Linked DNA regions of Rattus norvegicus: region 1 is linked to region 2. Evidence: chromatin contacts called from public Hi-C data. All regions are on one chromosome and are shown on one strand. Each heading gives the region's core, a stretch centred on a gene start, on an enhancer-like site or on the middle of the called end of the contact. The rest is flanking DNA. Distances are from core to core; before and after follow the strand shown.

Region 1 (6,336 bases), core at 1,909-4,408, 130 kb before region 2:
TGTGTGTGTATTTGGAAATATGTGGAAGCGAGAGACACTCTGAGTCTCTCCCTCCATTGTTTCTCTAACTTATTGTTGAGGCAGGATCTCATGCTAAATCTGGAACTCATCTCTTTGAACATCCAGGCCCCAAGGACCCTCCAGTCTCTGCCTCCTGAGGGTTAGGACTACAAGTGGGAGCACTTGTACTCAGTCTTACTTCATTTTTGATTTGATGTGTTTTGTTTTTCAGAGACAGGGTTTTCTCTGTGTAGCCCTGGATGTCTTAGACCTTGATTTGTAGACCAAGCTGGCCTTAAACTCTGGAATCCACCTGCCTCTGCCTCCCAGGTGCTGAGATTAAAGGCTAAAAACCTAAAACCTAAGGTTTTTTTTTTTTTAATTGTTGTTGTATTTTTAGTGTCCATTTCAGGGCACAGGACCCATGACCTCCTTCTTATGTGACAAGCACTCTACAGGCAGAACCATATTTCCAGCCTCCACCGCTCTCCCCCATCCAAGGTGGCACCACACCAGCTCTCCATTAAAGACTTGTACCTTTATTTCATTTTATTTTGTTTATTAAGTACCCTGGGCTTAAACTCCTTCCAGAAGAGCCCTGACCCAGCACCAGCTGGGCTTTGTGGCCCGGCACTCCCAGCCCTACCCATCAGGACCAGCCCAAGACCTTTGCACTAAGAAGAAACAGAGCCTGGGTTTCCATGTGCCTCTGGGACTGTTTATTGTAATCCTCTTTCACCCCAGGGTTTGAGCTCTGAAGAAGAAGGTGGAGTTTTGAGTGTTTTTGATTTGAGAGTTGGGGGTCTGGGGGGGGGGGAGTGAGGCTCAATTCAATTAGTTATTCGATGTGAGTGTGTGTGTGGGGGGTGTATGAGTGTGTGTGTGTGTGTGTGTGTGTGTGTGTGTGTGTGTGTGTATGCACTCGAGTGCAGAGAACAACTTTGGGGAATGGGCTTTTCTTCATCTTTAAAAGAACAAGGGGTTGGGGATTTGGCTCAGTGGTAGAGCGCTTGCCTAGCAAGCGCAAGGCCCTGGGTTCGGTCCCCAGCTCCGAAAAAAAGAAAAAAAAATAAATAAAAGAACAGGGATCAAACTCAGGTTGTCAAGCTGGATGTCAAGGGCTTTTTATCCTCTGGACCATCTGCCTCCCCCAAGCTCTTCAGCTAGCTGGATACACCTCAGGTTCCCAGCTAATTGCAAAGCCCCTGGGGCCCTCAGGTTACAGAAGCAAGGGAAAGTGCTAAGTCAATTACCTCCTTGATTACCCAGCCCTGTTCTAGGCGTCGGGAGTGCCCGTAATAAAACAGGCAAAAATGCTGGTCCTTCGTCTTGGAACATTCTGAATGTCCCCGTGGTGGTAACAGACCGGAGCAGAGACAAAGAAACAGAAATAAATGAGAAACCAAGCGTGGCCTCTCTCACAAAGAAGCTCACCACTTATGCAGGGGAGGCAAAACAAGGCCACCCTGTGCTACACGGTTCAGCCCTGTGGGGGAGGGGAAGGAGGGGGGAGGGGAAGAAAAAAGAAAGGCAGGGAGAGAAGAAGGAGGAAGAGAGGGGAAAAAAAAAAAGAAAGGAAAGCCAGAGACCACTTCAGATGATGTCAAATACGAAAGAAAACAAAGGTATAAAAGAGGAGGGGGCTCCGATCAGTCTAGAGGCAGAGAGGCAGGTGGATCTGTGAGTTCGAGGCCAGCCTGGTCTATAGCATAAATTCCAGGACAACCAGGGCTACAACAGAGAAACACTGTCTGGAAAAAAGCAAAACAAAACAAAAAGAGAGGATGGGGGCATTGTGAGTAAGATGTCGGGATGCTTTTTGTTGTTGTCCATTGTTTCTGTTTGGGTTCAGGGTTCCAAGCCACCCACCCCGACCTTCAAATCAGCTGGGGAGGCTCTCGATGAGGTGCCTACTGACATGCCATCTCTCAGGGTTGACTCAATGCCGGGGACAAACCAAAGGCTTGGTGCTTGCTGGCCAAGCACGGGGGCTACATCCCCAGCCCCTGAAACTATGACAGATTCGGGGCGGGGCCAGTCAGTCACGTGGGCAGCTGCAGGAGTGGGAATGTCTGGTGAAGAAAGGACCCCAAGCACGGGCCCTGGGTCCTCGAAGAGGATGCATGGGAACTAACCAAAAAAACTTTATCCTAGCGGTGGTGAGGGGAAGAGGCGAAGGGAGGAGTCGGAGCATGCGCCATCCCAAGGTGTGCGGCAGGAGAGTCAGTATCCAGAGGCAAAGGGGTGTTTGGGGGCTTTTTTTTTTCTTTTTGGTTGTTTGTAGTTTGTTTGAGCCAGGGTCTCATGTAGCTTTGAATTCTCCGTGTAGCCAAGGTGGTCTTGAACTCCTGCCTGCCTGCCTCCACTTTCCCAAGCACTGGGATTACAGGCGTGACAGGCGAACTCTGTTTTATTTCGAGGAACAGTTTTACTGTACAGCGCACTCTGGCCTTGAACTCACAGCCAGCTTCTTGCCTCAGCCTCAGGCATGAGCCAACACACCTGCCTAGACTTCTTTTCTCGTGTGTATCAAATCTCTTTGCCACTTTTCACTCACCCTGGTACTCACCCTGCCCCGTCTCCCAGAGGAAAGAAAACAACACCGTGAGGAGAATCTCAGTGGGGGAAAAGCAGCTCTGGGTGGGCTAGCAATTGAACCAACCCTGCTATCAGCCCAGGTCACATGAGGGGGCTGGACAAGAATCTGAACTCAATACCTATCCCTGGGGTGCAGGGTGGGCTCTTCAGGTGGGCGTCCCTGGCTTCAGAGTCCTGTATATCTGAATATAGACAATACCGCCAGGCTGCACTTGGACAAGGCCAGTGTGCTTGCCTCAAAGCCGGAGGGACCCGGAGCAGGTGCTACATTTCCATCCACCTACGGCGACAAACAGCCTCAGCCACGCCCCCACCTGGGTCCTCCCAATCCGGGTCCTCCAGAGGAATTGGCCGCGCCTCCATCCAACGCCTCCCGCGCTAAAGAGGACGGAGGTGGGGGGGGACGAGAGAGTCAAGCAGTTTACAATTGGTGATTTGCACTTCAAATCCCTGAAGCGCCCCTCCCACTCCGTATATCTCCAGAGAATTCGTTATGCGTAAGGAGCTAGGGGGAGGTTGGGAAGAAGCGGAGCTAGGAGGACCCCGCCCTCCTTCGATCCCCCATCCCCACCCACACGCACACACATATATAGTTCTGCATTGAGGTTGGTTCTAGCTAATTCCTTTCTCCCATGGTGAAGAGGGTTGGGGAGTACCGATCGGACTGGACGGGACACACGTCACTGTCCCCTGGGCCAGAAGAGCGAGCTCCGCCCTCCTCCTCTGGGCACCAAGCTAAGTCCAACCCACCCCATCCCAGAGCCAACCCAGTCTCAGAAAGACGTCTCCAAAGCCACAGGCAGGTGCAGGGGCAGTCTCCGTGCGAGCCCCGGGAAAGGAGCCGTTAGCGTGCTCCGTCCATTGCCATCCACCGGTCGTTCCCGGCGACAGACCTCCGTCAACTTTTGAAGGGGAGTTGGTTCTCAGGTCCAGCGGCCGCGATCCCTGGTCTCCCAGCCTACGGAGTTACCCGGCGGAGCCGGTTCAAGTCCAGCAGCCATGTCCATGGGCCTGGAGATCACCGGCACGTCGCTGGCCGTGCTGGGCTGGCTGTGCACCATCGTGTGCTGCGCCCTTCCCATGTGGCGCGTTTCGGCATTCATCGGCAGCAGCATCATCACGGCGCAGATCACCTGGGAAGGCCTGTGGATGAACTGCGTGGTGCAGAGCACCGGCCAGATGCAGTGCAAGATGTACGACTCGCTGCTGGCCCTGCCGCAGGACCTCCAGGCCGCCCGAGCTCTCATCGTGGTGTCTATCCTACTGGCAGCCTTCGGGCTCCTCGTGGCGCTCGTGGGGGCCCAGTGTACCAACTGCGTACAAGATGAGACGGCCAAGGCCAAGATCACCATCGTGGCGGGAGTGCTTTTCCTGTTGGCGGCTGTGCTCACCTTAGTGCCGGTGTCCTGGTCCGCCAACACCATCATCCGGGATTTTTATAACCCGCTGGTACCTGAGGCCCAGAAGCGAGAGATGGGAACTGGGTTGTACGTGGGCTGGGCTGCCGCCGCGCTGCAATTGCTAGGGGGCGCCTTGCTGTGTTGCTCCTGCCCACCACGCGAGAAGTACGCACCCACCAAGATCCTCTATTCCGCGCCGCGATCCACCGGCCCTGGCACCGGTACCGGCACCGCCTATGACCGTAAGGACTACGTCTGAGAGGCCGGGTGCGCGCACACCGCACCATCACCACTACCAACCGTCGATGTACCCCACCCGTCCAGCGTGCAGCCTCGCCTCAGAGACCACCCCACCTTCCAGATGGTTACAGACGCCACGCAGTCTGCTTGCTAGGCTGGAAGAGGACAGACAGCCTGGCGTCCCCTTTTCTCCGGTTGCCACCTGATTACCTGGCCTAGGAACTGTCCAAGTCGAATGGACAAAGACACCTCGCCCTTCCCAAGTACAGGGTTGGGGTGGCCATCGCAGCTACTTGCCAGCCCCGCAGCCAGAAGGCTCATAGTGGGCAGAGACAGGCAAACTATAAAAAGGGCCGTTTCGTATTTTTCAATAAAAGCCTTTCGTTTTTGCAGTCGCTGGAGCTTCCTTATCCTGAACGCCGCACTGCCCACCACCTCCCCTACCCGCCACCTGCTGGGGAGTGTCCCTCAATAGCCTCACCAGGGGCAGCGAGCTTTAAACAGCGTACAGGTTCAGTAAGGAGAAAGTGGGGGGACACATGAGTTTGCTGCTCACTAGGTGGGTAACACTTGGGAGGTACTTCAAGACTGATCTCAACAGACCCTATAGCAAGGCTTATCTAACGACCCAGCCAGAGGGTTTCCGAGGGCCAAGGCTGGAGAGGGGCAAGGGGAATGGTTTGTGCTTGGACCCACAGCCTTGCTCTGGGCACTTGGGGTGGCTGACGTGCAGGTTAAAGAAACACATTCTCTACTGGGATCTCATATTTGGAGACGTCGAACAAAAAGACCTATTGTTCGGATCAAATGCCTCACCTAAAACGACGGCTAAGCGATGGGGGTGTGGCTCAGTGGTAGAACACTTGTGTAGCATGTATGGGGCTCGGGCTCCATTGGTGGGGGGGGGCACCTAAAAGGGACATTTGACAAAGAATTCTGACGTGGAGGTGGAGAGATGAGGGGAAAGGCCACCCCACCTTCTTCCCAGTGTCCTCAAAGGAAGAAGGGACCTAGCTTTAAACGATAATGAGACTGGAGGCCAAGAACTGAAGCAGGGCTCTTGGAGGGGAAACAGGTTCCCGACTTCCTAGGTTTTAAAGGGTGACAGCATCTGGAAAGTGTAGGCAGAAATGTAGGCGTTCAAGGGTAGCCTCTCTGACACTTACCAATTTCTTTTCTTTTCTTTTCTTTTCTTCTTTTTTCCCCTTTGAGACAGGGTTTATTTGTGTAGCCCTGGGTGTCCTGGAACTTGCTCTGTAGACCAGGCTGGCCTCAAACTCACAGAGATCCACCTGCCTCTGCCTCCCTAGTGCTAGAGTTAAGGGTGTGTGTCACCACCCACCAGCCTTAGTTTATTTTCTCTCTTTCTCTTTCATTTGTTTTTGCTTCTGTTTTGTTTGTTTGTGTGTTTGTTTGTGTGTTTAGACACAGAGTCCCTCTACACAGCCCTGGCTATCCTGGAACTCAGGTAGACCAGACTGACCCCCGTGATTAGTTCACATATCAATTTCAAAGCCAGCCTGGGGAGGGAGAAATGTTGGGGGCATGTCTTTAATCCCAGCACTGTGGAGGCAGGAGGATCTCTGTGAGTTGGAGACCAGCCTGGTCTATGTAGTGAGTTCCGGGTTAGCCAGGACTTCGTAAGGAGACTTTTTGTGGCAAACAAACAAACAAAACCAGAGGGAAAAAAAAGTGAAAGAAACTTGAGGACGACACTCAAAGCTGATGGTGGGACCCCAACTTTCTGAGACAGAACTGACAAGGCTAAGGAAGCCTGAGTCTTAGGGCTCCAGAACCATTAGAGTGTCAGAGCTCAGGAGAGAGAAGAAACTAAAAACTTTAACTTTCCCGGGTGATGGTGGTGCTCCCCTTTCTCCCCAGCACGGGCAGAGGCAGAGGCAGAGGCAGGCAGATCTACCTCAGGTCTATCGAGACAATTCCAGGACAGCCAGGACTCTACGGAAAAGCCCTGTCTTGAAAAACCACCATAAGATAAAAGTAAAACAGCGTAAACTTCCTGCCTTAGGTTACTGGCTGTAGGGAGGCAGGGAGGCTGAAGAGTTTCACTTTGAGGGTAAGAGCTGATCAGACAAGGAGC
Region 2 (6,128 bases), core at 2,496-4,995:
GTGGGTGGGTGGATGGATGGATGGATGGATGAGTGGATGGATGTGTGGATGGGTGGGTGAATGGATGGATGGATGGGTGGGTGGATGGATGGATGGATGAGTGGATGGATGTGTGCATGGGTGGGTGGATGGATAGATGGATGGGTGGGTGGATGGATAGATGGATGGGTGGGTGGATGGATGGATGGGTGGGTGGGTGGATGGATGGATGGGTGGGTGGGTGGATGGGTGGATGGGTGGGTGAATGGATGGATGGATGGGTGGGTGGGTGGATGGATAGATGGATGGGTGGGTGGATGGATGGATGGATGAGTGGATGGATGGATGGGTGGGTGAATGGATGGATGGATGGATGGATGGGTGGGTGGGTGGATGGATGGATGGGTGGGTGGGTGGATGGATAGATGGGTGGGTGGGTGGATGAATAAGTAGATAGTGGATGGATGGATAGGTGGGTGAGTGGATGAATAAATGGATGGATGAATAGGTGGGTGGGTGGATGAATAAATGGATGGATGGACAGCAGGTGAATGGCTGGACCCACATAGCTAGCGGATAAATGTGACATGTGCTCATCTATTCAGCAAATATACATTAGCTTAGTCTTGTGTGTTTGGTTGGTTGGTTGTCAGGTTTGGAGACAGGTTCCCACTATGTAGTCCTGGATGTCCCGCTGGAGCTCACTGTGTAGATCAGGCTGGCCTCGAATTCACAGAGATCCTCCTGCCTCTGCCTTCCCCAGTGCTGAGATTGAAGTTGTGAATCACCACATCTGGCCACACTGAGAGGAAGTTGGACTGTAGAGAGGGACAGATTCTTGGTTCCGCCAAGGAGTTTGCCATCTAGTGGGAAAGAGAGGCCTCGCACCCTCTGTGCATCTCAAGCAGAAGAAAACCCGACTTACAGTGATCAGAACACAGTATGGAGAACTCAGGGAGGAGATGGCGTTTTTTGGTGTGAGCACACCAGGGGGAAAAAACCTCGAGATGCACCCGGAAGAGGGTGTCAGGAAGGATCCCAGGGGAAAACTGGGTCTCCGCACCCAGTAGGAATCTCATCACTGCAACCTCTGTGGATTGTGAACCCTATTTATTTATTTAAGAGGCTATGAACTCTGGGCATCGGGTACTAGAGGGCAGGCGAGAAAGGCCATGAAAGGTGAACCAGGCCGCTCACACCATGCCCCCTGGAAGGGGCATCATGTCATGTCCCACATTGCCACCGAGAACAAAATCAAAAGTTTGGGGCACTTGTGCATCTGTTTGTTTTCGTTTGTTTCATTTTGAGGTTTTTGTTTTGACTTTGTTTTACACTTATTTTATTTATTCATTTGTGTGTGTGTATGAGAGAGAGAGAGAGAGAGAGAGAGAGAGAGAGAGAGAGAGAGAGAGCGTGTGCCAACAGTGTGCATGGGTGAAGGTCCGGGAACAACTTGTGAGAGTTGGTTCTCTTCTTCCGCCTTGTGGGTTCCAAGGATTGGTCATCAGGCTTGGTTGACAGCAAGCACCTTCACCCACTGAGCCACCTCACAGGCCATGTTTTATTTTGGAGGGATGGGGGGGGGTCTCACTATGTAGCTCAGGCTAGCCTCAAACTTGCTATGTAGCCAAGCGTGACTTTGGACTCCGATCCTCTGCCTCTATCTTTCCAGGGCTGAGATTACGGATGTAATGCCACACCTGGTTTACACAGTGCTGGGGATGGAACCCCCAGCTTCCTAACGGTTGCACAAGTTCTCTACCAACTAAACAGGCCCAGCCTTAGTCTGCAAACTACTTCCTTTCGTTGATGTTGTTGGGGGTGGCGGTTGTGGTGTATTTTGTTGTTGTTGTTGTTGTTTTGTTTTGTTTGGGTTTAGTCTTTTTTGTTATTTTTTTTTCTTTTTTTGTTCCTTTGTTTTTACAAGACAAGGTTTCTCTTTGCGTAACCCTAGCTGTCTTGGAACTTACACTGTAGACCAGGCTGACCTCGAACTCAGAGATCTGCCTGCCCCTGCCTCTGGAGCACCACCACCACTACCACCCAGAGCCTCTGGAACTTTCTGTGGAGACTAGAATTTAAATTTAAATTTTGTCATCTGTCCTTCCATAGTGCTGGGAATTTTATGGTCACGTTCATCTCTCTAGATATCTCGGAGGTCTGCAAAGTTTTTCTCGAAACCTGGGAAATAGAATGGAGATGCAGATGAGGCTGTTTGAAGGACAACAGATGGTTAGGGTGTGTGATGAAGTCTGGTCAGTTACCCTCGATCCTCCCACCTGACTCAGACATAACCAATCTTTCCACCGGGGACAGGAGGCTTGGGGAAAGCCATGGGCTCTTAAAGCAATTTTGGGACCAACATCTGACATCTAGATCAGGCTTTGAGATCCTTGGCTGTATTGTCATTCTTGTGTGGTGTGCCTCAGACAAGAGTTTTGCTTGTTTGGGCACTGCTGGGATCGAACCCAGGACTTTGCTGAGGTTAGGTACTCTACCATGGAGCCATTCCTAGCTGGGGCCTCAGGAAAGGACTTTTATCTGTTCAGTTCTGTGTCTGTTGTGAATGCCCAGCCTAGTGTCTGGCCTTTAAAAAGCAAGAACAGGTTTGAAAAAAAAAAAAAAAAAGCAAGAATAGGCAAACAGTGGCGACGCATGGATTTATTTCCAGACTCAGGAGGCAGAGGCAGACGGATCTCTGAGTTGGAAGCCAGCCTGGTCTACAGAGTGAGTTCTAGGACAGCCTAGACTACACAGAGAAACCCTATCTAGAAAAACAACAAAACAAAAAAGAAAAAGAAAGAAGAGAAGGAAAGGAAAGGAGAAGGAAGGAAGGAAGGAAGGAAGGAAGGAAAAGGGAGGAAGAAAAGCAGGAACAGAAGCTAGGTTTCAGGGTCAGTGAGAGAACTTCCTGAGCAGAAAGAAGAGGCCGGTGAGTGTCGGATCGATGCTGGGGGTGGGGGTGGGGTCGCGTCTCCTGGGACAGGGAGGTGATCTAGAGAGGGTGAATTCTCAGAATCCCCTTCTGAACTTTGCTATACAGGTGTAGGACAATCATAAGAGCACCTGGGTGCAAGGGTCAACCACACAGGACCCTGGGAAAGTGAAGAAAGGCAGGTGAGCGATTTACTAAACACACTGTGAAGCAGAGAATGACCCTGAATTTCTGATATTTTCTCTCTCTCTCTCTCTCTCTCTCTCTCTCTCTCTCTCTCTCTCTCTCTCTCTCTCTCTCTCTCTCGTGTTTATGTGTCTAGGAACACTTATGGGGCTCAGAGGTCAAATTTTAAAAATCGAGTATTTTCTTCCAACATGCGGGACCTAGCACTCGAACTCATGTCCTCAATCCTGGCGGCAAACGCTTTTATCAGCTAGCCATCTTGACGGCTGGAACTTCTGATCTTTTTCTGCCTCCACCTCCCGAGTGTTGCACTTAACAGAATCGCCCCCATGTTAAGTTTCTGTGGTACGGAGGATGGAACCCAAGCCTTCGTCATGCGAGGCAAACACTGTTCCAACCGAGTTGCAGCCCCAGCCCCAGCCAGCCTTTTTCTGAAACCTGAAAAGTAGGGACTAAAAATTGCTCACAGCAGACAGAAAGGTTAAGCCAGGACCAGTGGTTTCACACCAGGCTCATTGGTTATGCTAATTTAAACATCACCTGCCAACCAAGACCACGCCCACCACAAGGACAAATAGTGGGGCAGAGGCGTGGCCATGGTAATTAGGCTCAGCTGGCAAGGATTGGCTCTCAAACTGCTATCCAGAGTGTCCGGGAGTTGGCGACAATAGTGGCCATGGCGCGCGCGCTGGCGGATCTATCCGTGAACTTGCAGGTCCCCCGGGTCGTCCCCAGCCCGGATTCGGACTCGGATACAGACTTGGAGGATCCGAGTCCCCGGCGCAGCGCGGGTGGCCTGCATCGATCACAGGTCATTCACAGCGGACACTTCATGGTGTCCTCGCCGCACAGCGACTCGCTGACCCGGCGACGCGACCAGGAGGGGCCCGTGGGGCTCGCCGACTTCGGGCCGCGCAGCATCGATCCGACACTCACCCGCCTCTTCGAATGCTTGAGCCTGGCTTACAGGTGAGGGCGGACCGGGGAGATTGAGTCCCAGCTTTCTGTGGTGGGACCCGCACTGGGGCTCTGGTCCCAAACTGCTTTGGGGGGACTCTGGATACAACTTAGGCATTAGCTCCCTTGCCGGGTCCTGAGCCAGCCCACGGACCCTCATGTCCCATCATCTGCTTGTGATGCCACTGACCTGTCCACCTCTACAGGCTCTCTTGCAGTTGGGCCCTGCTCCCTGGTTCTTATGCTTTTGTCCTTAAATGACAGTTGTCTTTCACACTCCTCAGACTATAAACCACCCCGTCCACTCCCTCCCTCCACTCGTGTGATGCCTGGACTGTTTCGTTCATCCCCAGCAGTCCCTGCAAAATCCCACTCTGCTGGGGACTTTCCCTGCACGCTGCTGTTATCCGGCGGTCGCCCCTCATAGCCAGTGTCAACGTATATGGAAACAGTGTCTTGCTCACTTCCCGATTGCCCAGACAACATTTGTTTGGCTTGATTTAGTTTGGTGAGCCAGAGTCTCCCTCTAAAATTCAGGCTGGCATGGAGCTAGGTAGCCCAGGCTGGACTCCTATCTCAGCCTCCCAAATACCGGGATTACAGGCATGAGCCACCATGCCTGATTTAGAACGCTATGTCAAGGTTGGCGGGAAGATGGTGCCAGGCACCTGCCCAGAGCCAGCAGGGGGTGCTGCAGTCCACCCTGGGTCGGGTAGGGAAAACCTGGTCTTCCCGAACCCGGTATCTGTAAGAAGCTGTAATGCAGCCAGGAACCCCCCTGCTGTGGCTCAGAACTCCCGGGCCGCACCCAACTCCAGCCCCACCTACGTGTCCCAGGGGAGGGCGCGAACTGGGGTCTTGGCCCAGTGCCCTGGAGCAAAGTTCCCGGGAGCAGAGGGACTAGGATAAATTATCAACCGAAAACAGTAGGAGAGAAAGGGGGATCGGCCGGCCTTGATCTTTCCTCTCTGTAAATACTATGCTTCTTCAGAGAGCCTCCTCCCCTTCGTAGAACCGCTGGCTGTAGACCGGCACCTGCAGCCCCATTAGGGGACCTAGAGCTGGGGTGGGAATTGCGGAAGAGCGTGGCCCACCGCGTGGCGGCAGAGCCGCGCGACCCCATTGGCTGGAGGCAGAGTAACCTTGGCCCACAAGTTCTGGCCTCAAGCCCAGGTCATGTTGCAACCTGATAGTTCAGGGCGCTGAGACCGATGTGGAAAGTTCAAATTCCCTGTCCCTTTCCCCCTCCCCCGCCCTTGGACATCATGAGACTGCCTGGGAAGGGGCCATCTAAGGTCTCGGAACACCAGAAGCCGCTCACACTGGAACAGTGTTTTAGTTATCAAAGACTTCCAATTATTGGAGTTACACGGAGGAGAGGGGGCTATCCCTCACCCTCCTCTCTCTCATTGAGTCTCACACTGTAGACTATTCCAGCCTAGAACTCGCTGTAGAACGGAGGCTGCCCTGGAATTCTGCTCTGGCTTCCCCAAGTGCTGGAATTACGGGCCTGAACCACAAGAAGCCCAGGATTCCAATGTTCCCCCAAAGGGTCTCCCATTTCCCGACCACTCCCAACTCAGGTTTCCTTTATCTATACATTCAATGCGATCTGGCTTAGAGGGCTTCCCAACACAGACTGTGGGCAGACAGAAGGAGAGCAGTTATAGGGAAATTGCTGGTGGAGGGGCAGAGGGCACTCCCAGAATGGCTTGCTCCCGTGTGAGGCTGCGTGAGGCTGCGTGAGGATGAGGAACTCCAGCTAGGGTGGAGAGCTCTGTTTCCCCCACCCGCTAAAGAACCAGACTATTAAATTCTCTTGAGTGGGATTTCTGAGGATACCCAAGGATGAGGGTAGGTAAGTACTTAGCGCCCTTGGTGAAGGAAAAACGCTCACCGTGGGCCAGGAGAGGTCTCTGTCAGTGAGGGTACTTGGTGCCCGGATTGGTGGCCCGAGTTTGTGGATTCCTGGAACCCACATCAAAGTGGCTAGAGAGAATTGATTCCATAGAGTAGTCTGATCTCTGACCTCCGTGTGCCACACACGAGCACCCCTCCCAATGATACATGA

The links. Hi-C and Micro-C count contacts between places; a contact is called where the count stands out from the background.
Region 1: a Hi-C map of liver shows a contact between it and region 2, with 2.4 times the contacts expected there. The contact joins the promoter of Cldn3 here to the promoter of Mlxipl in region 2. A contact is called at or near these places in 2 of 12 Hi-C or Micro-C datasets (both in liver).

What each region holds. Positions count from the first base shown.
Region 1 is chr12:27,343,369-27,349,704 of GRCr8, reverse strand. Cldn3 (claudin 3) reads left to right here and starts at 3,158. Exons shown (of 1, transcript NM_031700.2): 1 at 3,158-4,630. The coding sequence starts at 3,598. The coding sequence ends at 4,257.
Region 2 is chr12:27,211,273-27,217,400 of GRCr8, reverse strand. Mlxipl (MLX interacting protein-like) reads left to right here and starts at 3,745. Exons shown (of 17, transcript NM_133552.2): 1 at 3,745-4,069. The coding sequence starts at 3,777.